Linked DNA regions of Mus musculus: all the other regions are linked to region 4. The links are chromatin contacts, called in public HiChIP or PLAC-seq and promoter capture Hi-C maps. All regions are on one chromosome and are shown on one strand. Each heading gives the region's core, a stretch centred on a gene start, on an enhancer-like site or on the middle of the called end of the contact. The rest is flanking DNA. Distances are from core to core; before and after follow the strand shown.

The links. Promoter capture Hi-C pulls out the DNA fragments that hold promoters and counts their contacts. HiChIP or PLAC-seq counts read pairs in DNA pulled down with a chosen protein or histone mark.
Region 1: a FOXA1 HiChIP or PLAC-seq map of pancreatic cancer cells shows a contact between it and region 4. The contact joins the promoter of Jpt1 here to the promoter of Ubald2 in region 4. A contact is called at or near these places in 2 of 39 promoter capture datasets (cranial neural crest and liver) and 3 of 115 datasets of contacts at active chromatin or transcription factors (memory CD8 T cells, microglia and pancreatic cancer cells).
Region 2: an H3K4me3 HiChIP or PLAC-seq map of bone marrow-derived macrophages shows a contact between it and region 4, with 6 times the contacts expected there. The contact joins the promoter of Nt5c here to the promoter of Ubald2 in region 4. A contact is called at or near these places in 3 of 39 promoter capture datasets (hippocampal neurons and liver) and 1 of 115 datasets of contacts at active chromatin or transcription factors (bone marrow-derived macrophages).
Region 3: a promoter capture Hi-C map of liver shows a contact between it and region 4, with 5 times the contacts expected there. The contact joins the promoter of Tmem94 here to the promoter of Ubald2 in region 4. A contact is called at or near these places in 3 of 39 promoter capture datasets (the 3T3-L1 cell line and liver), 1 of 484 Hi-C or Micro-C datasets (embryonic stem cells) and 1 of 115 datasets of contacts at active chromatin or transcription factors (pancreatic cancer cells).
Region 5: a contact with region 4 is called in a FOXA1 HiChIP or PLAC-seq map of pancreatic cancer cells. The contact joins the promoter of Mrps7 here to the promoter of Ubald2 in region 4. A contact is called at or near these places in 3 of 39 promoter capture datasets (hippocampal neurons, liver and pre-B cells) and 2 of 115 datasets of contacts at active chromatin or transcription factors (bone marrow-derived macrophages and pancreatic cancer cells).

The regions. Positions count from the first base shown.
Region 1 is chr11:115,510,262-115,515,797 of GRCm38.p6, forward strand. It overlaps Jpt1 (Jupiter microtubule associated homolog 1), which reads right to left and starts at 4,132. Exons shown (of 5, transcript NM_008258.2): 1 at 3,959-4,132. The coding sequence starts at 4,014.
Region 2 is chr11:115,488,392-115,494,150 of GRCm38.p6, forward strand. It overlaps Nt5c (5',3'-nucleotidase, cytosolic), which reads right to left and starts at 3,423. Exons shown (of 5, transcript NM_015807.1): 1 at 3,216-3,423; 2 at 2,880-2,980; 3 at 2,747-2,807; 4 at 2,462-2,576; 5 at 2,034-2,353. The coding sequence starts at 3,395. The coding sequence ends at 2,208. It overlaps Armc7 (armadillo repeat containing 7), which reads left to right. Exons shown (of 3, transcript NM_177778.5): 3 at 322-2,075. The coding sequence ends at 683. It also overlaps the pseudogene Gm11694.
Region 3 is chr11:115,762,899-115,768,272 of GRCm38.p6, forward strand. It overlaps Tmem94 (transmembrane protein 94), which reads left to right and starts at 2,535. Exons shown (of 32, transcript NM_028014.3): 1 at 2,535-2,655.
Region 4 is chr11:116,432,287-116,437,614 of GRCm38.p6, forward strand. It overlaps Ubald2 (UBA-like domain containing 2), which reads left to right and starts at 1,808. Exons shown (of 3, transcript NM_176902.3): 1 at 1,808-2,142; 2 at 2,273-2,335. The coding sequence starts at 2,023.
Region 5 is chr11:115,602,499-115,608,650 of GRCm38.p6, forward strand. It overlaps Mrps7 (mitchondrial ribosomal protein S7), which reads left to right and starts at 1,642. Exons shown (of 5, transcript NM_025305.3): 1 at 1,642-1,745; 2 at 2,223-2,414; 3 at 2,525-2,588; 4 at 3,472-3,639; 5 at 4,320-5,538. The coding sequence starts at 1,663. The coding sequence ends at 4,541. Gga3 (golgi associated, gamma adaptin ear containing, ARF binding protein 3) reads right to left here and starts at 1,418. Exons shown (of 17, transcript NM_173048.3): 1 at 1,330-1,418. The coding sequence starts at 1,369. It overlaps Mif4gd (MIF4G domain containing), which reads right to left. Exons shown (of 6, transcript NM_001243584.1): 6 at 5,420-6,115. The coding sequence ends at 5,888.

The DNA.
Region 1 (5,536 bases), core at 2,882-5,381, 920 kb before region 4:
CCCAACTCCACACTACCCACCCTTTACTGTCTAGGAAGGCGGGGGAGGCTGGGCTTGGGCTGGCTCTGTAGTTTACTACTTGTCAGGAGAGCAGAGCCTGAGAATGGAGACTCCAAGCAGCTGCCCACTGACTGACAGCAGCCTAAAGTCCTCAGCCTGGCAGACTTGTAGCAAGTGCTTCAAATCCATCAACGGGCAATCAAACAATGGCTTATTTGTCTTCAGGACCAAACACATGGAATTCCTTTTAGGTTTTCTTGTTTTCTAGTCCTGGTCTGCCCTCTCCCTGAACTGTGAAATTAGGGTCTCACTAAGATGCAATGTTCAGGCCTGGAGAGACCATGCTGCTCCTGTAGTTGGGCCTTGTTCAGTTCCCTGCACCTGTGCCAGGCAGCTCACAGCCACCTGTAACTCTCTAGGGGATCAACACCTTCTGGACTCCGCTGCACCCCTCCAGCAAACAGATAACACAACGAACCACTCTTTTGCAGGAGGGAGAAGGGCAGAAGAGATGGCGTGGAGGTTAAGAAAGCTGCCTGGCTGCTCTTGCAGGACTCAGATCCGAGTCCCAGCACTGACATGTGGCTCACGAGCATCTACAACTTCAGGTCCAAAGTATTTGACACCCTTTTCTGGCCTGAGGACCAGGCAGGCATGTGGTTTCAGGCAAAACACTCATATACATAAAATAAAAATGAATTTAGAAAGATTTTTTTTTTAAAGAAATGGGGGCACACAATGACATCAACTAGAAAAACGGAGTTCTCAGCAGTAAGAGGACCAGAGTTCTTGAAGGGACCAGAGTTCAGATCCTAGGACCCACATCAAGTGGCTCCTAACTCCCTGTAACTCCAGAGGATTGGATGCCTCTGCCCTCTCAGGTATCTGCAACTCACATCCACACACAGACATGCATACCCATAATACTCTCCAGGCCTGAGCATCGCATCTTACTGAGACACTAATGTCACAGCCTAGGAGGAAGGCAGAGGCCTACAGAAGAAAGACAGTCCAGGGCTAGAAAACAAGAAAACCTTAAAGTAACTCCATGTGTCTGTCCCTGAAGATAAACACATGTGCTTGTCTGCTGGCTATGAGGACCACGCCTTAAATCCCACTACACCAGAGGCAGAGGCAAGTAGATCTCAGTGAGACTGAGGCCAGCCTGTTCTACACACTAGGCCAGCAGCTGAGGCCACACAGTGAGATGCTGTCTCCAAACAAACAAACAAACAACCATTAAACATCTAAAACTATGTCCATGGGTGCCTTTTAATCTCGGCACTCAGGAGACTCAAGAAGGGCACAAGTTGGAGGCTAACCTAGGCTGGCTAATCCAGGCCAGTGAAAAGCCACATGGCTGAGATCCCATACACACACACAGACAAAACCAGCTCTATTCATTATATAAATCAAGATAAATGTGTTATGGTATATACTTGCCACCCTCCCACTCCTGCCTCCCTAGTGCCGGTATAACAGGCTCACACCCCCCAACCAGGTTCCCAGGTAATTAAGTTGTTTAAATTACTACTAAAGGTATAGATAAATTCTGGGGTGATTTTTTAGGGGGGAAGGGAAGTGGGGAGCTGCTGGGGGCAGAACCCAGCGTCTTGCCCAGGCTACGGACAAACCACCACATCTCCAGCTCTACAGGTTCTTTCTTACTGGGTAGAACTGTTTTGAATTTTTACCTTAAATGACTGAAAACACTTGAAATATTAGAATCAACTCCAACGTGCCTCTTTGTCCTCCCTCAATCCCCAGAGAGGGAGGCTTTCATGGCTAAGTGGAATTAAAAGCCCATGGAATTCTTCAGAACCCTAGTGGACTTGGCCAAGAAAAAACAAGGGTGGGGAGCACTAGCACCCAGCTAGCTTACAAATCTGCCAAACCTGCCTAGTCCAACTTTTACTGGTACTATGATAGCAGGTACTACCTCCCCAATGACGTCAGCGTTATAGAGACCATCTGAAACAGAGAGCGGTTCCCAAACAAAGGATTTGCTTGCAAGACAAAGTACTTCAGCTGTGCTTTGGACTCTTTCTTTTTGAACCACATAGATAGTAACTGCTTCAAGGTTGCTGAGTTAAGACCCAAAAATGTCATAGCACAGACAGCAATTTAAAAATTAACTCCTTTCTTCCATCCCGACTCCCATCACCCCAGCACAGCATTCACCACTGAGGCTGCAGAGCAAGCATATTACTGAAGAAAGGGGGTGAAGAGAATTGGTCAGATTTCAGGAGTCGGGGAGAACCTTAGCACCAACACTGGAGGGCAAGCAGTGGCAAAGGAGGCTGCAAACACGTTGTATTTGTCTCATGTCAAGCACGCATGAAAGGCCCTGGGCTCTGAAATGCTCTACAAAGCCTGGAGCTGAGCTTTGAGTCCCAAAAAATAAAACCCAGATTACACATTGTCTTGCCAGGAACCAGTGTCAGACCAGGAAAAGTTGGCCTCATCACACAAAACAAAAACCCAGGGCTCAATCTGTCCCTGTGTCCTTTGTAACAAATTACCTCATTTGAAGGATGACAACAAGAGGGAGTGACCCAGTCTCCTAGGTCTAATCTCCAGTTCTGCCCCGCCCTGTAAGCGCTGACCCCTTCAGTTCCCTTCCATCACACCAATTCTTTTACTACTTCCTGAAACTGAAAGCAGTCTGTAGCTGCCCCAGCTTCCTCATAAGACTACTCAAGGAGGCTGCTTTTTGTCAGCAAGTTGTCAAGCCCCTGTGAGAGACACTGCTGTTCCACGCTGCCTTCTTAGCCCCACAAAATGGCTCCCTTTTGTGCCACTTGGTCGGGACCCCAAGGCTTGGTCACACTCAACTGTGGGTCATCATCAATGGAAAATACATGGCCAGAGAACATGGAACCAAGCCTTTGGGAAGATCAAAGAGATGCCTGAAAGCCAACTTAAGGGACTGTGTGCCACTAGCTGAGACGATGTAGATGGACTCCCTCCGCTGAACAAAATATCTTCACCAAGTTAAGTGAGGGGTAGGAAACGGGTCCCAGTCCAGTCACAGAGCTCCTCCCAAAATGCAGTGTACTGGGGACAAGCAAGATCCCAGCTTCCAGGAAGGGATACTACATACTACTGGAGAGACAATGGATGGCTCCCTAGCCCCGCCCAAGCACAGACAACCTCCTCCTCCAAGAGAAGCCTGCTCTGGGGTGAACTCATTCGGCCAAAGTCAATGGGAGAAGTAAAGAAGGCGACATGGAAGGGCAGAGGTCCGAGGACCTGAGCGCAGAAAACCCATTTGAGCAGGCTCACGGCCCCGCGCATTCGGAGGTGGGCGTGGGGAGGGGGAGGAGACCCGATCTCTCCTTTGTTAGGCGCAGGGAGGCACTTTGATAAGAGAGCTCCTGTCCAGGGCTGGAAGTGGAGGGAGGGGATGACCAGCCCCGCCCTACCAGAGGTGCACCTGCTGCGCAGACACGGACACCCCGGCGGGCCACCACGAGGAAAAGAGCCTGCAGACCAGCCGGATCAGTGCTCAGATTTGCTCGCAGCGCCCAAGGCCGGGGCCAGCACACGCCCGAGCCAGAAGCGGGAGCGCATGGCCCTCATGTGGGACAATGGGCCCAGGGCCCTGCAGGCTCCTTGGGCTCCTGGGAGACCAAGCCCACCATCCTGGACCCGACCAGTGTCGCCGCGGGTGGCTGAAAGAAGATCCTCCCGCACACTCTCACCGACTCCAACCTGCCGTACGGCAAAGGGCCGCCACCCACAGTCCCCCTCAGCTGTCGTTACCGGGGAGAAATGAATAGAAGGGACGACTGGGGCGGGGCCACAAGCCGAGGCAGTCCTGCCGCACAAAGCGGCGCCCACTCCTTACTCTGCCACCCTCCCCCGGGCGCGAGCGCGGTGCTCCCGGCCCGTTACCACCAACGCCCCGCGGTCCCCACAAGCCCTGGAGGGCTCGAGCCCTACCCTGTCGCCTTACCGGGAGCTGTTCCTGCTGTTAGGGTCCACACCCTTAAAGGTAGTGGTAGTGGTCATGGCGCCAAGGGGCGAGGTAGGCTGGCCCTGAAAACGCCAAGGGGGACTGGGACCAACAGGCGCAGACGACTCCAAAAGCTAAACCACCAGGGCTCCACGAGCTTCTACCGCCGCGGGGCTCGCCGGACTCCCATTTTATAGAGCCAATAGGGCCCACCCTCCACATGCCGCCATTGGGCAATTTAAAAAGATCTCTTCATTTCTATTGGTTAGCTACAGTGCTAATCATAGATCGGCGTCAGGACGGGCTGCGCGGGAGACGGCTCGGCCTAAGCCCCGCCCCCTTCCTGTACAGAGAAAGGCCGCTGTGGTCTCCCCTCCTCCACGCCCTCGACAATCTGGTGGTGCTCAAGTGTTCACGGTCACTTTAAAAAGTTACTTGAGGGGCTGTCGAGGTGGCTCATAAGGAAAAGCCCTTGCCACCCAGCATGACAACCCGTGTTCAATCTCCAGGACCCACAACGTGTAAGAGACCCAACTCTCTTTTTTTTTTTGTAGAACATGATTTTAATATTTTCAACTGTTAATACTCAACAAGCAGAATAATTATTTTAAGATATACTTCGTTATTATGTCTTCATTTCTGATTTTATTAATTTGGATACTGTCTCTGTCCCTTATAGTTAGTCTGGCCAGGGGTTTATCTATCTTGTTGATTTTCTCAAAGAACCAGTTCCTGGTTTTGTTGATTCTTTGTATAGTTCTTTTTGTTTCTACTTGGTTGATTTCAGCTCTGAGTTTGATTATTTCGGATACCCAACTCTTGAACCTCTGACCTCCACGCACCCACGCACTGAGACACACACACACACACACATACACACTACCTAGCTACCTAAATAGAAAGCTACCTCAGCAGGATGTGTCGGCACTTCCCTGCAATGCCTTAACTTGGGAGACTGAGGCAGGAGGATCACTTTGAGTTTCAAGCCAGTCTGGTCTAAACAGTGAGACCCTGTCAAAAAGAAATGAGGGGGAGGCAGAGAAGGAAAGCAGGAAAGAGAGAAGGGATGTCGTGTTAAGGCCATATGCTAGTACTGCAGAGGACCTAGGTTCAGTTGCCAGCACTCACAGGGCAGCTCCAAACTGTAGCTCCAGTTCCCTGACCTGGGCAGTTACATGCAGGCACACACATGTACACAACGTAAATCTTTTGCCAGGCGATGTAGCACATGCCTTTAATCCTTTAGTCCCAGCACCAACTCAGGAGTCAGAGGCAGGTGGATCTCCGAGTTCTAGGCTAGCCAGAGTTACACAGAGAAACCGTGTTGGAGAGGGAATTTTTTTTTTTTAAGGTCCGAGGTGGGGGTGCTGCACACCCCTAATCCCAGCACCCTGGAGGCAGAAGCAAGATTTCTTAGCCTCAAAAAGGGCGGGGGGCACACAGTGGTCTACACCTTTGAACCCAGCACTAAGGAGGCAGAAGAGTCTAGGACAGCCAAAGATGTTACACAGAGAACTCCCCCCCCACCCCACCCCCACCCCCCCACCCACCCACCCCACCCACCCTCACCCCTACCCC
Region 2 (5,759 bases), core at 2,173-4,672, 940 kb before region 4:
TGGTATTTTTTATCCAATGAGCTTGCTGTAATTTACTTAGACTTAGCATGTCGTGAGGTTTCTGGTTTCTTTTTCTTTCTCACTATCCTTTTGGGGGAGGGCTGATGCTGGGGACAGAAGTCAGGGTGACTCCCAGGGTGGACTCCTGAAGCCTTGGCAGAGGACTGGGTCTTGGTGACCTTGCAGTCCCTGTCCACAGGCAGACTTCTCCCCAGGCCCAAGTGCTTCCTCAGGACTCACTAGCCAGAGAGAGGCTGGGAGGCGAGACAGAGGAAAACCAGAACCCAGGCACCCGGCTCATCCACCTTTGCCTCTCTCCAGGGGGGCTCTGCAACCTGTGCGCGGACAAGGCCAACAAGGAGCACGTCCTGCAGGCGGGGGGCCTCCCGCTCATCATCGGCTGCCTGTCCAGTCCTGACGAGGAGACGGTGCTGTCTGCTGTCACCACTCTCATGTACCTGAGCTCGCCAGGCTCCCGCTCCCATCCCGAGCTGACCTCCCTGCCCGTGGTCCAGTGCATGCTGCGCTTCTCCATCTCTGCCAGCACACGGCTCCGGAACCTGGCCCAGATATTCCTAGAGGACTTCTGCTCGCCGAGCCAGGTGGCTGAGGCCCACAGCCAGCAGGCCCATTCTGCCCTGGGGATCCCACTGCCAAAGACTGAGGCCCCACAGCAGCCCTGACCCAAGGACACTTAAAGATCCTGCCACAGGTATAGGAAGCAGAAGGCTAATAGCATCCTGAGCCCATCCTGCGCAAAGTGGTGCTTGTTCAGCTGCATGCAAGCTGCAGTCTTGGCATGACAGGCGTTTGCATCCAGGGAAAACAGGAGGAGGGACGAAGCCAGACTTGAGATGCTTAGAGGAGAACCAAAGCTGGTATGGCTTTCATGGACTGGCAATCAATAAACTACAGACAGACCACCACCTCTGCTGCCCCCAGTGCCCAGCTAATGCCCTCGTGTAAGAAGCTGTGCCCCTGGGAGAGTGGCCAGTACCATGAGTGTCCAGAGTAATTTTGATGGCTAGAGATCAATCAGCCTTATTGTCTGGGGAAATGCCGTGGGTTGACTCCTCCCGTGTTGAGGCTGAGTATCTGGGCATGGTAGCATTGACTTGGAGAGCTCTGCAGAACAGAAACAACTATCCACACAGCCCTGCTCTCTGCGAGGCGCCCTAAGAGGAATGCAGAGGTGAAGTGTCTTCCCTTGGGTGTCACAGCTTAATGAGTGTTAACTAAATGGCCATTGGGCATGAAGAACAAGGCCCTACAGGTGTGAGAGCAGAATGAAGGAGAACTGAGGGCACCCGGGCATGCCTTGTCTCTCTGGAGAGGCCCTACATAGGATCCTTGGGTTAGACAGCAAGACAGTGACTTCTGTTTTACCAGGCTGTGGACCACTCATGTGCCAGCTGCCAAGTGTGGCATCCCTGTCTTTTCAAAAGAGTTGCTCTGGCCCCCTTTGCCTATGGGTCAGATCTTCTGACACTTGGGTGGGAGCCCTGAACATGAACCTTTCATGGGCTATCCCAGTCTGCTTCCTGCCATTCTCTCAGGAGCCACAAGCCTCCAGTAGGTACTGTCAACCCCTCAGGACTCAGATGCAGACCTTCCATAAAGACACCTAGAAACTAATGTCAGGGGACCATGGCGGCCCAACCTCTAATCTAATCCCTTGAGAGACAGGAGCGGGATAGCGATGAGTCTGGTCCACCTAGTGAGTTCCTGACCACAAAGGTCCGATAGAGTCTAACGAGCTCCTGTAACTGGTTACCCCGCCCTCCTCTGCCACTGAGAAGAAAAAATGGAATTAGGGGATAAGCGAAGAGCAGTCCTGACAGGAAGTGGAGTTTAGGGAAAATGGGGGCCCTGATCACTCAGCATTGTCCCCCCTCAGATGGACAACGAAAGCTGAGGAAGGAGATCTACAAGGGCTGGAGAGGGGCTGTCGTACAGCCACTGGATGAAGGAAGGCTCCCGCTCCCATCCTGAGCTGAAAAGGAAAAGGAGCATCAAAGATCCAAAGCCTCGCGTTTGGTTTTTATTTTTATTAAAAACCTCCTGATTTTCTCCACTGTATTTGTGTGCTAGTCTCCTTCTTTCCCGTGTAGGCCTCCTGGGAGGAGCCGGAAAGCAGTCTGTTCAAGTGGCTCCCTGATTAAAGAAAGTCACCTGTCCAGGCAGGGTCCTGTCCACCTCAGGGTCCTTCACAGGCTGGCTCGCTTGCTCTCAATGATCCCCCTCCAGTTGTCACTCCAGGAAAGCAGCCGTCTCCTGGTGGGGGGCAGGGCCAGGTGCTGATTGTGGCAGCAGGTGAACAAGATGTGCTCCCAGCTTGGGGTCTCCTCTAGGCCTGGGCAGTAAAGACAGCGTGCGCTCTGTAATTGGGTCATTTTTACTCCTCCTTAATCCCAGCAGGCCAGATGCCTGGGGGTTGTCAAGGTTAACTGGCTGGCCCAACCTTGAATGTTGTCTTTGTCATCAATGAGCAGGTCTCCCATGACCACCGTCTTGTCCCTAGTCAAGATAATCCGCTCCACAAACTCTGGCCCCAGGTTCTGCTCCACCCAGCGGTACTGTATAGGCGGGAGGGGTGGGGAGAGGTCAGTGGAACTTGCTAGGCTCAGAATGCAAGATAAGTAAGGCATGGGGGCTTAAGTGGGACTAGCCCTCAAACACGCGGGACCCCTTTCACCCAGCCCCCATTTTCTGGTTTATTTTTTTAAATCAGCGCAGGCGCCGGCACCTTCTCGCCCACACAGTGGTCGTACTTCAGCAGTGGGGTGGTGCAGATGAAGACCTCGGTGCTGCGGAGAAGGGGTGCAGTTAGGCCTGGGGCACTGGCCGTCTTCCCGCCGCCCCCTCCTCACCCTCCTTACTCTTTCATGTCGTTCATCTCTCGCAAAGCGTCCAAGGCCCCAGGGATGGGCTCCAAGTTTAGGAAAAAGCCTGGAGATTCATACACACTGGCCACTTTTTCCTGAAAGAGAGAGATCTTGGTCCCGCTCCTGCTTTCCAGTAGGGGGAGCCCCAAAGAGGACACACACACACACAAAGATTCTGCAGGAGACCTCGGTTCTAGTGTGTGTGTGTGTGTGTGTGTGTGTGTGTGTGTACCCTTTCAAGCTTTCTGGTTCGGGGGTGAACTGTGGATTCGCACAGCTTGGCTGCCTAGAAGAGAACTCAGCCTAGAGGTTCCCCATCGGGTCTCCTACCGCCAGGTCCGGCCTCAGAGCTCCGTACTGCTCGTTGGCGAGGAAGCCCCGGCGCTGTTCCAGCGGCACGTGCGGTTCCTCGGGAAAGCGGCGGCGAAAACCCTGCAGGAGGCCGGACTCGAAATCAGCTAGCACGCCGTCCATGTCCACCAGCACGCGCACGGGCCGCTTCACCGCCATTGCCACGCCCGGTGTCTCCGCAGAGCACAGCGGCAAGCACGGAAGATGCCAGACCCGGAAACAAGCTTCCGGGACCGGGGTAGGGGCGGGCCGGACTTTGTTCATTTGCACAGAGTGGCCAACCAGGTGCCCAGGATGGCATTGCGTCCCTTACGGGGCTGCCGCTCATGTGCAGCATCAGAATCCCTCTCCCATAACCTCTAAGATCCGAAATACTTTCTTGGCAATGGGGAACCTGCTTCGCATGCTGAATGCATCCTTTGCCTCTCCCATGTTTGTCCAGGCTGGAAGCTGACAGGATCGTGAGTCTCCCAGTTCAAGGGATGAGAAGGACCCCTTAAAGACAACCGTGGGCATGAGCTGGGCATGAGCTGGGCTCTCAAGAGACCGGACTCATAAGCCAGACTTGGTTTGAAACAGTAACATTGTTTTCAATCTGCGTCCACTACTTTTTCCTGTGGACCCGAGGTCTCCGGTAGAATCGAAAACTTGTATGTCCCTCTAGAAAATGTTAAGCGTTCACACACAGAGACACAACTTATTCTTGTAGATTTCAGAGTCAATGGCGACATCACATCAATTTTCCAACCTATAAATGCAGATTTGAGTAATGACTCCCCCCCCACCCCCGACTCAGGGTTTCTCCACATAGCCCTGGCTGTCCTGAAACTCTGTGAACCAGACTGGCTTCAAACTCCCCGAGGTTTGCCTGCTTCTGCCTTCCATGTGCTGGGTTTAAAGGTGGGCACTGCTACACCCCGATAAGACATGACTTCTAACCCATGGCAGAAGTTTGTCAGCATGGAGCCCGACATCTCACTTGAAGAAAAGCCAGTTTAAAACAACAAAGGAGCAGAGTGTAGTGGCGCACATTTTTAATCCTCACACCCAGGAGGCAGACCTCTGAGTTCCAAGACAGCCAGAGCTACTTAGTGAAGACCTTATCTTAAACAAATTTGGGCTGCAGAGATGGCTCAGCATCGGTTAAGAGTACAGACTGCTCTTCCCCGGGTTCTGAGTTCAAATCCCAGCAACCACATGGTGGCTCACAACCATCTGTAATGGGATCTGATGCCTTCTTCGGGTGTGTCTAAAGACAGCTACAGTGTACTCATATAAATGAAATTAAAAATAAAAAAAGCTCTTCTCCTTTCCTCTGCCATCCTGCGCATTACGCCTGATTCGGTTCTCCTTTCCTCTGCCATCCTGCGCATTACGCCTGATTCGGCTTCTTGCCATGTCTTCTCACAAGACTTTCCGAATCAAGCGATTCCTGGCCAAGAAACAAAAGCAAAATCGCCCCATTCCTCAGTGGATCCGGATGAAAACTGGTAACAACGTCAGGTTCAACTCTTCTCTTAGAAGACACTGGAGGAGAACAAAGCTGGGTCTGTAAGGATTCACACAATGGCAAGACTGAGGGTTTATACTGAGTTGTGGTCAGCAATCAGTCCTACCAGACAGATTTCAACATTTTTAACCTGGAGACTTGCTCATGTCTTAAATTAGGGTGTTTGTCTAGTAATAAAATATAGAACCTTTTAAAAAAATAAAATAAACAATTTTTTTCTTTTCTTCCTTTATTCTTTTTATTTTTATTTATTTTTTGTTTTTTTCCTTATAAACATTTTTTTTAAAAACACAAAAAAGCAAACAAAACTGGTAAAACAAACCAACAACAACATATCCCGGTGAATTCTTACTTAGGGACTGAATTTTCACTAAGCCAAACCAATTTTCACATAAACTGAGTTAAAGTTCATCTGCTGTTTTTTCTCTCCTGCCCTTTCAGTAACTTTTAAAATATTCTGAGAATCCCATACATACATATTGTATCCCATACATATTGTATCTTTACCCTATTTAACTCAGGCTTCTCCCAACATCTCCTGGACACACACCCCTTACTTTTTTTGCAACAGGGTTTTTTTTGTTGTTGTTGTTTTTGTTTTTGTTTTTGTTTTTTTGAGACAGGGTTTCTCTGTATAGCCCTGGCTGTCCTGGAGCTCACTTTGTAGACCAGGCTGGCCTCGAACTCAGAAATCCACCTGCCTCTGCCTCCCGAGTGCTGGAATTAAAGGCGTGCGCCACCACGCCCGGCTGCAACAGGGTTTTATGCATCCAAGTTTGCCTCAAATTCACTCCCTACCTGGGCTTGCCACTAATTCCAGATACCTCTGCCTCCACCTCTGCCCCCTCACGTGAATATCTGTGCGCCACTTGCAAGCATTCAGAGGCCATCAAGCTTCAAGGCCGTGGAGCGAGAGTTAGAACCAGCTGTGAGCTGCTAAGAGGGTGCTGAGAACTGAACCTGGGTCTTCTGCAAGACAGTGAATGCTCTTGTCTTGAGACAGGGTTTCTCTG
Region 3 (5,374 bases), core at 1,285-3,784, 670 kb before region 4:
TATTTATTATATTTAAGTACACTGTAGTGTGTCTTCAGACACTCCAGAAGAGAGCATCAGATTTCGTTATCGATGTTTGTGAGCCACCATGTGGTTGCTGGGATTTGAACTCAGGACCTTTGGAAGAGCAGTCGGCACTCTTAACCACTGAGCCAGCTCACCAGCCCCGAGAATGAAGTTTTAATGTGTTTGAATTTGTAAGGACTATAGGGTATTGGAGGTTATTTATGTTTTATATTTTGATATTGGTAACATGCCATCTTGGGGATAAACAAGAAAGGCAAGGTTCTAACTGAAAACTGATGTGTTTGTGAGTCAAGGGCTCAGTTGTATGGGCTAGACTTTTTTTTTTTTTAAAGATTTATTTATTTTATTTTATGTGTATGAGTAAACTGTAGCTGTATAGATGGTTGTGAGCCTTCATGTGGTTGTTGGGAGTTGAATTTTTTAGGACCTCTGCTTGCTCTGGTCAACTCTGCTCGCTCAGTCCCTGCTCCCTCGCTTGCTCACTCACTCTGGCCCAAAGATTTATTTATTGTTATATATATATAAGTACACTGCAGCTGTCTTCAGGTGCACCAGAAGAGGGCGTCAGGTCTCATTACAGACGGTTGTGAGCCACCATGTGGTTGCTGGGATTTGAACTCAGGACCTTCAGTAGAGCAGTCAGTGCTCTTACCCACTAAGCCATCTCACCAGCCCCTGTATGGGCTAGTCTTATGTCAACGTGACACAAGCTAGAGTCATCAGAAAGGGGGGAAGCTCAATTCAGAAAATAGCCCCACAAATAACTTTTTACAAAAACAATAAAAATAAAAAAATAAAAAATTGCCCCGTAAGATCTGGGTGTAGGCAAGCCTTAGGACATTTGGGTGAGGGCCTACTGTGGGTGGGGCCATCCCTGGGCTGGTGGTCCTGGGTTCTGTAAGAAAGGCTGAGCAAGCCCCGGGGAGCAAGCCAGTGAGTGGCCCCTCCCCATGGCTTCTGCATCAGCTCCTGCCACCAGGTTCCTGCTCAGTTTTTCTTGTCCTGACTGAGTTCTTATCTTGACTTCCTTGAGGATGAACCAAAGTGTGAGCTGAATAAAGCCTTCCCTCCCTCATGCTTCTTTGATCATGGTGTTTTATCACAGCAAGCGTAACCTTAACTAAGGCAGGATTCCCCAAGGGCTCCAGGTTTTGTGGAATGAAGTAGAAAGACCCCAGACCCAGGTAACTAACCAGTTCTGTGCAACAGACAGGGAAGCAGCATGGGAAGGGAGTGTTTGGGCTAAAGTTTCACACGGGCATGTATTTGCATATTGGCTGGGGGTTTTGTTTGTTTGTTTTGAGACAGGGTTTCTCTGTGTAGCCCTGGCTGGCCTGGAACTCACTCTGTAGACCAGGCTGGCCTCAAACTCAGAAATCCTCCTGCCTCTGCCTCCTAAGTGCTGGGATTAAAGGCGTGTGCCACCACTGCCTGGCTGCATTTTGGCTGTTATTAGCTGCAAAGAAATGTAAAAGCTCAGAGAGCTACTGAACAAAGTACTCCAGCATGTTTAAGACTGTAGTGAGTCCATGTGGCAATGAGCCCTGAAAGTGGCTATGTGGCTATCTCCATCATGTTATGAGCATCTATGGTTATGTGGAGAGATTTGGACTTCTCCATCTGTAGTGATAAACTACAGATGTTTGTGTTGAAGGTTTGTGCCAAGGTTCTATGAGTGTTCAAGGTAACAGCTGAACTGGTTTAAACAGAGTTAAATCAGTAAAATGGCTTCTTGTCTAGCCGAAAAGAGGGATTGTAATCGCATGATTAAATTCATTATTATAAGGAAGGGGCTCTTTTTTCCCAGGACCAGATATGACCCTTTCTGACTTCATAAACAGAAAAAAAAACTTTTTTTTTTTTTTTCTAAAAGCAACCCTTCCAGACTTAGATCTCTGGGAAAATGGAAGTAAATACTGACACAGGCTTATTTTGTTTTCCCAAGAGAGGGTTCCCAAGCGATTTCTCTAATTAGTCTAGAAAAAAAAAGTTGTTTTCAAGCTTGTTTTTCCTTTTAGATTTCAAATGAACTGAGGGTGAAATAACAGTATTGCTTTAGATTCTCCAGCTTTGGTTGGTCCATAATATTAGTACTGAGGGACTTTTAAAGATTAAGGAAGAATTGAAGAAAATACAGATAAGGCGATTTTTCAAGGGCCTCATTAAAAAATAATAAAGGGCAGAAGGTATCACCTGACCATGGCTCTAGAAAAATTTAGTGGGTAAACTAATGGGGAGGAAATTGTATGATTGCCTCTAGTCTGGTTCTATAGCGCTAAAAACGCGGGAGCTTCGTGCCGGAGATAGGACCCAGGCTTCCCCGGATCGCTTTAGAGTAACAATCACACAATTCCGCCAGGCTCCCGGAGGGGCGGTGGAGGTTACAGCTGAGCGCACCAAACAGCCAATAACAAATCAGAATCTTCCGCCTACCTCGAATTTCAACCAATCAGCGTCGGGATCTTTGGCTTGTTGGCCTGCGCGTCTGTTGCTGGGGGAAGGCGGCAAGCCTCCTCAGAGTTGCCCACAACGGACATGGCTGCGGCCCCTGGAGGCGGGGAGGTGAAGTGAGGAGGGGGCAGGGAGGGGTGAGGACGCGGGCGAGGAAGACCGTCCGAGGGGGCCCCGGTAAGTACGAGAAGGCCCGCGGCCCGAAGTGGGGAGCAAGGGGGCGTGGGGCTCGGCCTGCTGCGCCCTCTGAGTTCCTACCCGAGGCGAGGAGCGCCTGGGGTGTGCACCTAGCAAGTGGCACCAAAGGGGGTGTCTCTCTGTGCTGGAGGAGAGGGGCCGGCCGGCGCCTGCCTGCAACTCCGGGCCGGCTCCTTCCCTCACGTCCTCAAGGGTTTTTTGGTTTGTTTGTTTTCGTTTTCTCATGTCCCCTCTCTGTCCTGGCTTGCCCCTTGCCGGGGTCCCACGTCAGAAATAAAGGTTGTGTCCAACAAAGAACCCTTGGCCCAGGTCCGCCGTGGCTGGGCCCCGGGCCAGCGACTGCCAATCCTGATGCCACGAGTGTTTATTTGTAGGCCCCTGGGTGTCCCCGGCCCAAATAAAGGCGGTTTTCTGCCACAGCGCGCGCTGTGCTCGCCGCCCGGAGTGGACGGGATCTCTGCACCCGCCCGCCTGCTAGACACTGCGAGGGACTTCCAGTTCAGTGCAAGGCTGCGATGTTGCAGTTGGGGCGTGCTTCCCCGATTTTAGAGTCACATAAAGATGCTTCGGAAGCCAGCGTAGCACCACAGCCTTTGCAGTTCTGTAAAGCAGTTTCCCTGTTTTTTCCCTACCGCGAAACCCTACAGTTAAAAGCCTTGGGGGAAGGTTCAGTACCTAAAGCAACAACAAATAAGAGTGACGGAGGGAATAGAAAAGTTTGACGGTCACTTTCAGAGTCAGACCATTGTACAGTGTAGGCTCATCCTGGAGAACGAATTAGCAGTTCAGACAGAGTCCCCGGACACTCTGCAGTGGAATGTCACCGGCTGTATTCGCTGTCACTTCTCTCTTGGCAGAATTACAAGCAGGGGAACCTAGAGTCTGGCGAGCACTGCATTAACAAGCTACCTCTTTGATAATCAGTACCCCCAGGTAGTTTGAGAGGTAACTGCCCTTGAACGCCCGCCTCTGCACATTCCACTTGGTATAAGACCTCAATAGATGGTTAGAAGACAGGCAGGAGGCTGGCCAGGCCACAAGAGGGAAAGAAATCAGAAAACACTTGACATTTCTATTTTAAGTGGCTAGGAAGTGCCAGCTCCCAGGGAAGAGAGTCAACCTCAACCGTTTGGAAGGCTTACCTCCTGAAGAACGAATTAGCAATAAAGGTCACAGTCCTTGTGCTCCTCCCTGCTCCTTTCCCCTAAATTGGACTCCAGAATCAATTTCTATACAGCAGTCAGATGCTTACTGCCGACACGCTAGGTATTATTTAACCTGTCGTGGTCAGTGAGCTGGAAAGACCTTCGGGGCCTCTAAGGACACCCCTGATTTCCGAGTGAGAAGGCTCCTGGTCTCCCACTGCACCTTGCGGTAACCGGTAACCCCGTGTCGGTGGTTTTTATTCCGTTGCTATTGTGTCTGTGTTCTGTTCACTGCGCTGTCTTCCATGGCTGAAAAGATAAGTTTCTGTAATAGGGTTTGAAAGTCTAGTTTGCAGGCGGGCTTAAGTGAAGTAAAGGTTAGGCCGCTGCAGAATCGGAAAGTTTTCCTTCCAGAAGACTCAGCCATTGTGGTTTGGTGATCAGGGGTTTGTATAATCATCAGCTTGGCCTGCGGCTGCCGGCTTGGTAGTAAACAGTGCTGGTCACATGGTGTGGGAAGGAGGGAAAGGGCCAGATTTCAACCCAACCTTGACGCTCTCTCCTCCCTAACCCTGGTACATCTCACTATGGAGTTGTTTTTGGTTTTTGTTTTTTCAAGACAGGGTTTCTCTGTGTAGCCCTGGCTGTCCTGGAACTCACTTTGTAGACCAGGCTGGCCTCGAAGTCAGAGATCCTCCTGCCTCTGCCTCCCGAGTGCTGGGATTAAAGGCGTGCTCCATCACTGTCCGGCCACTGATAGAGTTTTAACATAATCGTGTGATCTCGGTTTTTATAATTTCGGGATCCACTGGAAGAAGACTCTTGTGCTAAGCAGCCTTCCTTTGCGGGAAGTTCTCAGAACCTACCGGGAAACGAGGAAAGACGTTATTGATGAGAGACACAGAGGCGTATAAACCTGCCCTGGGCTGCAGCAAACTCAAAAGACAGCAGCACCGCTTTGGGAATGTTAGGCAGAGCCAGAGTTTGCTGGGTTTTTCTTTTTAGTAGTGGTGAAATAATGCATTTCCTGAGACTTAGCACAAGATCTGTGGCAGTTAGTACATTTGTGTTATTGTAAGACCACCACTGCCACCCATTTCTAAAGATTTATTTATTATATGTAAGCACACTGTAGCTGTCTTCAGACACTCTAGAAAAGGGCATCAGATCCCATAACAGATGGTTGTGAGCCACCATGTGGTTGCTGGGATTTGAACTCAGGTCCTCTGGAAGAGCAGTCAGTGCTCTTAACCGCTGAGCCATCTCTCCAGCCCCACATTACATTTTCTGTCTCTGTTGTTTTTGAATGTTCTAGAAAACTCATATAAGAGAGATCATGTGATTGTTCCTTGTGACAGCTCAATTCCTTTAGCTTGTTTTGAAGGCCCTGACACCTCCCTACAGTTTGATATTTTTCTTATTGAAATGTTCACTGTAAACTGTGTGGTGGTGGTGGTGTATGCCTTTAATCCCAGTACTTGGGAGGCAGAAGCAGGCAGATCTCTGTGAGTTCAAGGCCAGCCTGGTCTTGAAAGCAAGTTTCCAGAATAGCT
Region 4 (5,328 bases), core at 558-3,057:
TATGTACAAACGCTATGCTGTGTTATGCTATGCTACATAAAAGAAGTTGAGTGTCAACAGCTTTAGGGGACCCTGAAACACGGCTGGGGGGGGGGGGTCTATACTTGACTTCCCAGGCACACTTACAGCCTCAGCCCGTGGGCGTTTTGGGGATATCTAAAGATAATTATAGTACTCCTACCCCTTCAAAACAAACAAACAAAACAGAAGACAAAAGAAACAAGATTAACTCATCCTTGCGCCCAAAGCTTTTTGTTCTCTTCTTGTGGAGCTGGGGAGGTAGCCGGGGCTTCTGGTAGGCTAGGAGAGCTCTCCAGCCAGCTGTGCATTCATTGGTGTGCAAACATCAGTTGTAACCTTATTCTTAGCTAGATACTTTCTAAAAAACGGGCAAGTTCTCTTAAAGAGAACATTTAGTCCTTTTAGGTAAAATAAAAAGAGTTCAGTGAGTAAAGGCGCTTGCTGCCAAGTTTGTCAACCCCAGTCTGGTTTTACACCCACACCATGGAAAGCGACTCTCACTGCCTCTGCCTTCACTGGCAAAGAAATAGAAGTGAGGTTTGCTTTCTTCTGTTCTGTCCTTCTGTTCTGCACACCCTAACTAGTTAGAACCTTCGCTGTAATTAGTTCTGATGAAAAACAGTATATGTCTTCCTGAAACAGGAGCCTTCACAGTAAATTCCCAATCCGATCCTCCAGATCAGGGTGGAAACAGTTCCTGCCCGCTCCCCATGGTCTAGAATCCTTGGATAAGTGGGGCTCTTATACCATGTGTCATTTTTTCCTACCAGCCAACTTCACCATCTTGTGTACCTTAAATCATCTTTAGGTCACTTTAATACCCAATACAATGTAAGTTTCATGTGAATAGATGTATCAATGTCCTCTTGATCAGGGAATAATGACAAAGAAAATGTCTTCATGCTGAAAACAGGTACTTTTTTTTTTTTTTTTTTTTTTAAAGCATAAGGTTTTTAAACCCCGAGGCTGGATTATGCAAAGCATGCCCTGGCACTGGCTATTCCCCCCCACCCCCGTGTGTGTGTGTGTGTGTGTGTGTGTGTGTGTGTGTGTGTGTGTGTGTGTGTTTGGAGAGTTTCTCTATGTAGCCCTGCTGGCTGTCCTGGAACTAACTCACCATGTAGGCAAGACTGGCCTCGAACTCAGAGCTATCCGAATGCCTCTACCTCCCACTGAGCCCTGAAATTAAAACCATGTGGTCACTACGCCTGGTTCTTTTGTGTTGTTTTGTTTTGTTTTGTTTTGTGGTGTTAAGAAATTGAACCCAGGATCTGTCTGCCATGTTTCAAAAGTTTTCTTTTTCTTTTCTTTTTTTTTTAAGAGAGACTGTTTAGAAGCTATTTAAAAATTTAAATACTCTTGAGAGTCGAGTAGCTGCGAAGGTTCTGTGTGTTTTCTATTTTGATCGTTCTGTTTCTCGAGATGACCACATCTTTCAGAGGAAATGAGTCAAAGCCACTCCGTCTTGCTTTTCCAGCTGAGCATGTTCAGTTTCAATGAAGTAATGAATGAACTTGGCCAGCACCACCCCCACGCCTACAACAGCAAACACTGATGACCTCCACCAATCAGAACGCGGTCAGGGTTTTCGAGTTGAGTTCAAACAGGCCTACGGTAGGCCAATCAGCGCATCACGCCCCGCCTCCCGATGGCGGCCCCAGCCAACCACCAACTCGGAGGAGCCAAAACACGGAGGCTGGCCAATGCCGGGGTGCCCCCGCGGCACCGACTCCGCCAATGGGCGCGGCCAGGCGAGGAGAGAAACAGAGCGGCCGGGCCCGCCGCAGGATTCGAATCGAACGTCCGTGTGGGAGCCGGCGGCTGGCTGGGCTGCGCGTGGGCCAATCAGCGGCGTCGGCTCACGGCCCCCGAACGTTGGGCCTGGCGGCCCCGCCCCGCGCTGTTGTTTGCGGCGTCGGCGCGGCCGCGCGAGCCGAACCACAACATTCGCCGGGCGGCGGCGGAGCTGCGAGCGTGAGCCCGGGGCGGCCGCCCAGCGCCATGTCGGTGAACACGGACGAGCTGCGGCACCAGGTCATGATCAACCAGTTCGTGCTGGCCGCGGGCTGCGCGGCCGATCAGGCGCAGCAGCTGCTGCAAGCGGCGCACTGGCAGTTCGAGGTGTGCACCGGGCCGGGGTCGGGAGCGCGCGTGGGAGCCGGGGGCCGCGTAGGGGGGCCGCGGCGGGGGGGGGGGGGGCCGGGGCGGCCAGGCCTCGCTCACGCCGCTGCGTCCCGTATTTTGTCCGCAGACCGCCCTAAGCACGTTCTTTCAAGAAAGCAACATTCCCAACAGCCACCACCACCCGCAGATGGTAAGTGTTCCCCAGGGCCGCGGAGGGGGCGCTCGGTGCGGCAGGGTCGCTGTCAGCCGCGCCGGTGACAGCCATGTTGCCGGGGAGCGGCGCGCCGCGAATGTAAACAAAGAGCCAAAATGTCTTCCAGGAAAGAGCGCTCCCAGGCCGGCGCTGGCTCGCCCAACTTTGGGACCCGCCTCCAGGCCGCTGGATCGGGGCCTGAGGCCCTGTGCTGGGCGCTGTGCCCTGGGTGTAAGGGCCTTGGTGTTGGGGAGGTGGGGGTAGAAGGAAGGGAAGACGGCTTCCAGCAGGATGTTGCGATTCTGATAGCAGAGGATGGGGAAGGGGCTCGAGGATAACCAGACCTTTGGGGACTTCGGGGTGGTGGGGGACTGAGGGATTTGTGTCTTGATGCAAAACACACACACACACACACACACACACACGACTGAGGTAGGGATTTGTGTCTTGGTGCAACAAACACAGCCGTGTGCACACACACACACACACACACACCACCCACCCACCCAGTGCTGCAGGAAGCAGGGGAGGGATAGATCCACCCTGGCTCCGGAAGTCCAACTCTACCCACAAAGGTAGGCTGGCCCTTCCAAAGCCTCCAGGGAACATAACCTTTATGGAGGATATACAGATTTATATACCTAAGGTGAGGCCAAGAATTTCTTTTAATCTCAGTATGTTAAGAAACAAAACAGTCCAGGAAATAGTTCTTGGAGCCTGGATTTGTCCTCTTCCAACTTGGCTCCAGGCTAGAGCCTTTGCCCTCTGGCCAGTGGGTACCCTGCTTTCCTGAGGCCAGGCACATCCCTTCTCTGCTCTAACTCCTAGTTAGCTATTAGCTCCAAACGTGTAGGAGGGCCTGAGCCCAGGAGAGGGGTGGTAAAACATTATTCCCTAAGAGATCTGCCATTGGACTTTTTTGTTTTTTTTGGTGTCCTTGTCCCCAGGAGACAAGACTACATGTGGATCTTCTGCTGTATCTTGTTCTCAGCACTTTTTTCTTCTGACAAAAACGAGCCGCCCCCCCCCCTCCCCGCGTGGTGGCGCACGCCTTTAATCCCAGCACTCAGGAGGCAGAGGCAGGCAGATTTCTGAGTTCGAGGCCAGCCTGGTCTACAGAGTGAGTTCCAGGACAGACAGGGCTACACAGAGAAACCCTGTCGCGAAAAACAAAAAAAAAAAACAAAAACAAACAAAAAACGAGGGGGGATGCTCAGGAAGGAGAGTCTGCCTCAGTTTAAACTAGCTCTCAACATTTGGAGTAAGATTGGAAAATGAATGATGCTGTGGGCCCCAGCCACTGCGGCCAAGCTCTTAGAAAATTCAGGTGGGATTCATCATGCCCAAGACCCCCTCCTACATCCAGCCATCCAGACCTCCAGCTTCCTAGACCTGGGAGTCTTCTGCTTTCATCCTGCTCAGTGTCTTCCTATGCACAAGACTATTCAGAAAAGCATAGCCATGCTGAAGGGCCTGGAACAAGGAAGCCAGCAAGCCCCAGCTTGAACTGGATTCCCTCCCTTCCCCCACCTTTGTCAATCTGTGTGTGTGTGTGTGTGTGTGTGTGTGTGTGTGTCTGTCTGTGAGTGTCTGTGAGTCTGTGTGTTCTCCTTGGAAGCTTCCCTTGGGAGACTGCTGGTTTTGTAACTCAGACGTTATAATCAGCACACCCAGGAGGGACCTGTGCTGGAGGCCTCGCCTGCACAGTAGGGAACAGCAGCCCTGTTCTGAGAGTCAGTCCAGTTTTTAAGACAAAATAATTAGAAAACTTAAATAAAAACATTGAAGCCAGCACTTGGGAGGTTAAGGCAGCAGGATGGCTGTGAACTCTAGGTCAGCCTGGGCTATCTAGCTGCATACTGTCTCAGATAAATACTTTATATGAAGAAAAGTCAACACAAAGTGGTGATAACTGCTAAACGATTGTCCTGTAGATTGCCAGCCACAGTTGGAAGGCTGTCACAGATGATAAGGGTCCTCAGTTGTATGAGGGGGGGGGGGCAAGAAGGCATTCGTAGGGAGAGGGGAAACGGCCATGACAGGGGCTCAGAATTGAGATTATAGGAGGGGCTTTAGGAAATGGAGTTCAAGCCTTGCTTTCACCAATGCTGTAGGCCTAGAGACCTGTCTGAGCTGCCCCCAGGCAGGTGGGTACAGTCCCCTTTAACCCTCTAGGCTGTTCTCTGGAGAAGAGACCTGGCCTCTCTGGCTTGGTTGACTGGGGAAGTCGGTCACGATGCTGTGATGCAACTGGCCTCCACCCTCAACCCCCCATTCATTGTTTCCTGCTGCCGAGAAGTCATGGGGGTGGGCAGGGAATCATGAGAGGAGGGAAGTGTCTGGGTGGGGCCAGACCTGCCTAAGGCCAAAGGCCTTCCCTTCAGGGCCTTGGAGCAGACAATGTTCAGAGTCCCCTAAGAGCTGATGTGGCACAGCCTCAGTGGGGGTGGGGGGGTCCCTGCCCCAGGCTCTGGCTTTGCTTTAACTAAAATGATAAAGCTTTAGCATCCTGTCCTGTGTCTCAGCACCCCACCCCCAGTGCCCTGTGCCTTGGGGAGGAGCCAGTGCTGCTAAAATTAGGAGAAGTTGAAAGGACTCCCTGGCCTCCTGAGGGAGAAGCAGCTTTGAGGTCAGAACTAGCCCCTGTAGGTCCTGGGCTCTGACCCACCTGTCTCCTAGGAGTGTGCCGCTGGCATCTGGAGCTGGCATGGCTGTTGCGTGTTTGGATTAGGAGCCCAGACCCGAGGAGGCACTTAACCCTGACTGCAGCTGGGCTCAGGCTTCAGGGCCTGGGCCTGGGCCTGGACACCTGCCTTGGGTGCATGTTCAATTGTGACTGACCCTTGGGCGTCAGCCTCCTCCTCTGTGTTACAGAAAGAATAACTGAGCTAACCAGATCCGCACATCGGAAGTGATGAGTGGAGAGAGGCAGGGGCCAAGCCCAGTCGCCTGAATGGAAGCTCTAAGAAAGCGCAGCTTTTCCAAGGCTC
Region 5 (6,152 bases), core at 392-2,891, 830 kb before region 4:
ATCAATTCTGCTCTGGCTATTACCCAGTCACACGGTTCCAGGAAAACGGTCTGAGTGGAGGCAGAATGTCCTCTTTGAATTGTGGCCACAGAACCTGTTTCATTAAGTGAGATACTGGGTCTACAATTCCAATTATTTTCATCTTTCAAGAAGGGGAGCTGGGCGTGGTGGTGCACACCTTTAATCCTAGCACTGGGGAGGCAGGGGCAGGAGGATCTCAGTGAGTTCGAGGCCAGCCTGGTCTATACACAGCTGACTGGACACTGGGATCCTTGGGTAAATGATTTTAGCCAATGCCTGTAATCCAGCACTGTACACTCCCCAGAGAACTGTCACATATAGGGAGATGGCTCTATGCCCTGCCCGCAAACATCAGACACTGCAACTGTGATCTTACTTTTCTTTTGGGATGTAGCTTCCCTTAAAGCTAATTTCAATCTCCTGAACAGTAGTTCTTAAGGAAGGCCATGCCTCTAGGAACAACACTCAAGACATCAAAGAGACAACTGTATTCCGTAAAGGATTTCCAGCTCAGGGCTCTACAAAGACGTCTTACCTGATTCGTCTCCATTTCAGAGGCTCTCCCGGGGCTAGCCCTTAGTAAAGTTAATTTATTGACCCTTGATAAGGCGTGATTAACCAGCCTTATTAACCCTTACTAAATAACCTGGATGAACTGTCCGCTAACGTTAAACCTTATTCCTTTGGAGCAATGTACAAATTAGTAAAGATAGCAACACGTCGATATAGCAGCAGTCATTGTTTTTTGAGTTACTCAAGAGCGGGTTATCTCGTTAAAATGAGTGCGTGCATATATGTGTGTGTGTGTGCGCGCATGTGTGTTCCTTCAGTACATATTTAGCACGCTTCGTGGTATATTGTTCCCTGTAGTCGCGCTTTGGAAATGAATTCTCACTTCCAGCATCCTCACTGAGGATGGTCCCACTCTGGAAGCTGCCAGCTGTGTTGTGTGTGCGGCGTGGCACCGCTCAACCCTCCCCGAGGGACCTGTCCAATGCCCGGTCCCAGAGCACAGGCTGGGTGCAGCCCCACCTCAACCTCCCCACGACGCCCGCCTGTCAGCCCAAGGCGCCCGGGTGTCGCTTTCCGGGCCTGCAGGATCTCGCGCTGCAGGTGTCACCCGCGGGAGCCTGAGGACGCGCGGCGGGGAAGGGCCGCTGCTCGCAAGGGGTGTGAGCGCCGGATGCTCGCCGCGAGGCGACGCCGGGTGTGGACTGCCGCGGGCCGCCGCGGCGGAGGGGATGGCGCAGGGAGGGAGGAGGCAGGCCCGTGGTTGGAGGTCAGGTAGAGGCGGCCCCGGATACTCACTCAGCCAGGACTCCAGGCTCTCCCCTTCCGCCTCCGCCATATTGCAGCCGCCCGGTCCGGCCCTGCGCCCTCAAGCCTCGCGAGGTTCTGCGCGAGCAGGGCGGGGGCGGGGCCCGCATGGGGGCCTGAGCGCGCCGAGGGCTGCGGTCCACGGGCGCGCCGGACCGCGTCGGAGGCCGCGAGGGCGAGGATGTGTCTTCGCTTCTTCCTCAGAGGGAACCTCTGAAGGGAAACCCACGCCCGAGGAAAGTGCGCAGGCTCTCATCCGTGTCCTGTCGCTCACTCACGCAGGCGCGCTGTGGGCAGCCCTCCGAGGTCCTGACAGCGGCCAAGATGGCTGCCCCCGCGCTGCGCGCTCCGCTTCGCTGGTCCGGGCTGGCCCTGGGAGTGAGGTGCGCCGTCTGGAACCTTCCAGGGTGAGAAGGCAGCGCGTAGCCGGGACCGCCGCTCGGACCTTCACGGGAGGACCTGGGGAAAGGAAAGAAGCCGCAGGCGAGCTGCGCTGAGTTCTGGCGCGGGAGGGCACTAACTCGGGGCGCCGAGATGGCTGACTCCAGCCATTAAACGGGCCGGTTTGGGGGCTTAGTACCCTGTCCTATGCCTGACAGGCCGGGATGACCTAGATCGGTTCTACCCGGAGCCGAGAGTGCGGCCCTGCTAGAGATCGGAGAACTGGCTTGCGACGGAACAGTGGCCAGTTTCGGGGTGGGGGCTGCCTACCTCTTGGGACAAGGGTCAGAACTGCTGTCAGGTTAGCAGGCGGTCCCAGCGCCACCGTCCCTCGTCAGCGTGATGGCACTTGCGGCTTACTGTTAAGTCAAGCTTGTTCACTTTTGTGGAGTCACAGATTCACCCGTAGGGTTCTGTCTGCTTCCTCCTCGCCCCACTCCCAGGCTCACACAGGTGAGGGGGAGCCGCTATGCCCCCGAATTCCGGGAGCCCTTGATTGACAAGGAATATTACCGCAAGCCGGTGGCGGAACTCACCGAAGAGGAGAAGTATGACCAGGAGCTCAAGAAAACCCAGTTTATCAAAGCTGCGGCCGCGACTGAAACCAGCTCGGTGTTCGCAGACCCGGTCATCAGGTTTGGCGCAAATGCTCCTCTGCTGTGGGCTGGAACTCACCTGGGGCAGTTTTCTGCTGAGGGATCCGGAGTACAGCCCGGGAAAGCTAACCATGTTTTTCTCCTTGAAGCAAATTCACCAACATGATGATGAAGGGAGGCAACAAAGTTCTGGCCCGGTCTCTCATGGCTCAGGTAAGGCCGCTTCTTCCTCTTCAGCTTGTCTTTCTTTTCCCTCAGGCTTGGTGTCTGCGTTTTACACCATGGCTTCAAAACTAGAAAACAGGTTTCTATTCCTGCCATTAAAATTTCCAAGATCTGAGATTGGTGGTGCCCACCTCAAATCCCATCGCTGGAGAAGGCATTTGAATCCAGCACTCGAGAAGCAGAGATAAGTCAGGCCTGCTTGAGCTACAGAGTGAGTTCTGGAACAGAGCTACTTAGTGAGATCCTGTCTTAAAAACAATCAAAACAGAGCCAGAGGTAGGCAGATCTCTGAGTTCCAGACAGCCAGAGCTGTATATTAAGATCCAGTCTTGGGGTGGGGTGGGGGGACAACCTAACAATAAAAGAGGCAGAGTTGGGAAAAGTTTGAGGCCAGGATGGTCAAAAGCTAGTTTCACCCCGGCCAGAGCTACACAGAGTCCCCAGAAGTTTCCCATTCTGTCAACATTAAAAAAAAAAGTTCTTGCCTGGGTGGTGGTAGTTCACACTTTTAATCCCAGCATTTGGGAAGCAGAGGCAGGTGGATCTCTGTGAGTTTGAGGCCAACGTGATCTGCACAGTGAATTCCAGGACAGCCAGGACTACACAGGAAAACCCTGTCTCAAAACAAGAACAAATAATCTCGGCCTGTTCTTGGGGTCATGGTCTAGCAGAGCAGGAGGCACTTAAACTCTGGCTTTCCTGAAAGAGGGTCTCGTGGAACACAGTCTAGCCTGAGCTTGCTGTGCACCTGAGGATAACCTTCACCTCCTGACTCTCCTGCCTCCAGCGCCCCGTGCAGTCATGAGTGTGCAGCACTCCCAGGTGAGCTGGTTAAACTTAGGGCCCGAGCAGCCTCTTCCGTCTCTTGCAGACTCTGGAAGCTGTGAAAAGGAAGCAGTTTGAAAAGTACCGTGCTGCCTCTGCGGAGGAACAGGCCACCATTGAACGGAACCCCTACAGGATCTTCCACGAGGCACTCAAAAACTGTGAGCCTGTGATTGGGTTGGTGCCGATCCTCAAAGGGGGCCATTTCTACCAGGTGAGTGGGGAGCCTGTGTGTGAGACGGGTCGGGGTGGGAGTGTGTGACGGGAGTGCCCAGAGTTAGGCCAAGTATAATAACCCTAGAAATTGGGGACTGTCAGAATCTGCTTGTCTGAGGCCCACCGTGTAAATGCCATAGGTAGAGGACAAAATGTCCAGTGTCCTGTGTAGCCTAAGCTTTGAACTCTTGGTAAAGGACTGTGCTTACCTGCCATTGTCTGGGCTAGTCCTGGACCCATGACCATGCATCATCACTGAACTGAAGTAGTGGTCCCTATCTCAGCGGTTAACTACTTAATATTACTCTATTAGGTCATTTTCCCCTTTAATATCAGCAGCTAAGACCAGGGGATTTTTTTCCCGGTGTCTTTGGTGTGTGGCCTGAAGTGGGTGCCAGGCAAGCGGTTCCTGTACTGCATTCTTAGGCACCTTTGATCTGAAGTAGCTGGCTTGGCTCAGGCAGCAGGATTTTCCCAGTTGCTGCTTATGTCAACTCGACAAAGCTTCTGCTGCTGAAGGAAAGTGCTCAGTGTTTATTACGTGAATGTTCCTTAGACACAGGTTTCTGAGATACAAGAAAGTCAGCTCTGTGCTCAGGGCCCATCCTAGAAATAGCACAGAGACAGTACATGGTAACTCTGTCAGGCGCAAATCAACTTCAGCTTGCCTCTGTCCAGGTCCCCGTGCCTCTCGCTGACCGACGTCGGCGCTTCCTGGCCATGAAGTGGATGATCACAGAGTGCCGAGAGAATAAACCGCGGCGGACACTTATGCCAGAGAAACTGTCACATGAGCTGCTGGAGGCTTTTCATAACCGGGGTCCCGTGATCAAGAGGAAGCACAATATGCATAAGATGGCAGAGGCCAACCGTGCCCTGGCCCACTACCGCTGGTGGTAGCAGGAGAGGAGAGGTGGGAAAGGACACACTGCCACGAGAAACCACCCGACGGCTGGAGAGGTGGCTCAGTGGTTAAAGGCACTCACTGCTCTTTCCAAAGGACCTGGTTTGATTCCCAGCACTCACACGGAGGCTCACTGACCACCTGTAACTCCTGTTCCAAAGGTTTCGATACCTTCTGACCTCTGGGCACCAGGCGTGCACATGGTATACAGACATAGGTGCAGACAAAACATCTATACGTACAGTACCACTAATAAATGTTGAGCTCCTGCTGTCCTGTTGGAAAGTTCTGGAAGTTAAGGACGGAGAGTGCTGTTTGTAATGCAGTCTTCCATTCTGTGAGTCTTTGATTCTCCATGCTGGCTAGAAGTTGGCCACAACTTGAGCAAAACTGCCTCTCACACAGTGAGATGCACTCAAAGGACCACGTGTTATCTGGTAATCCAAATTGGTTCCCCTGCTCCCCCCCTCCAACCTCTCAAAGACAGAATGTGTCTCAGAGATTTCCTGCAAGAAACTCAGGTCCAATCTGGACTAGAATAAAGACCTCTGGGGCTGGAGAGAGAGCTCAGTGGTTAAGAGTACTGGCTGTTGGGGTTGGTGATTTAGCTCAGTGGCAGAGCACTTGCCTAGCAAGCACAAGGCCCTGGGTTCGGTCTTTAGCTGGAGGGGGGGGGGGGGAGGAGGAGTACTGGCTGTTCTTCCAGAGGTCCTGAGTTCAGTTCCCAGCAACCACATGGTGGCTCACACCACCTGTAATGGGCTCTGACGCCCTCTTCTGATGTGTGTCTGAAGACAGCTGCAGTGGACTCATAAGTAAAAAGACCTCTTCCTTTGGCTTGGGGTACACCTTTGGATGCTATGGAAATACGCAGTTTGGTTTCAGAAAAGATTTATTAGAAAACCCTCACCCCAACCTGGTGAGGCAGTCACTCATGACTGGAGGAAACAGGCTTCCTCCACAAAAGTCTCTCTATAAAATATATAAAACACCATTTCTTGTAACTTGCCCTTAACATCCCAAAGCATTCCACCAATGGCTAAAATTGCCCATTTTATAGACAGGAAAACTGAGGCACCAAGGTCATGTTGCACCAGTGGCTACACAGTTCAGTGTTTGTTAGTTGGTTCTCCCCTGTCAGGCCCAGGAGGAAGGTGGTGGGAAGATAACAGGACTTGAGGGGAGAGGAAGACAGTCAGTCTTCAGCCAGGAGACAAGTCCAGATTGAGGGAAGGGAAGACGGCAGAACCACAGCAGTCAAAAAAGTCTAGAAGGGGCTGAAGCAAGGATTCTGGTGCCAGCTTGAAAAGAGGGTCACGGGAAGGCATGTGCAGACCTGGGCTTAGTCAGAGACCTCACTGTAGTAATACTTGTGGGCAGCAGGAGTGGTCTTCCAGCCAGCTGCCCGGAACTCAATCATCTCCAGCAGCAGCAGCCGTGCCAGGGAGCTGAGGTCTGTCGGGAGCAGGAAGCCGTCCCGGATTAGGATAAAGAGCTCATCCATGCGCTGCCCGTTCATCTTCTCCAGCTGCTCCCCGACCCGGTGCAGCTGCAGCACCAGGCAGTCCACCTGCAGGGGCAGTGGCAAGGCCTACTCAGCCAGAGGG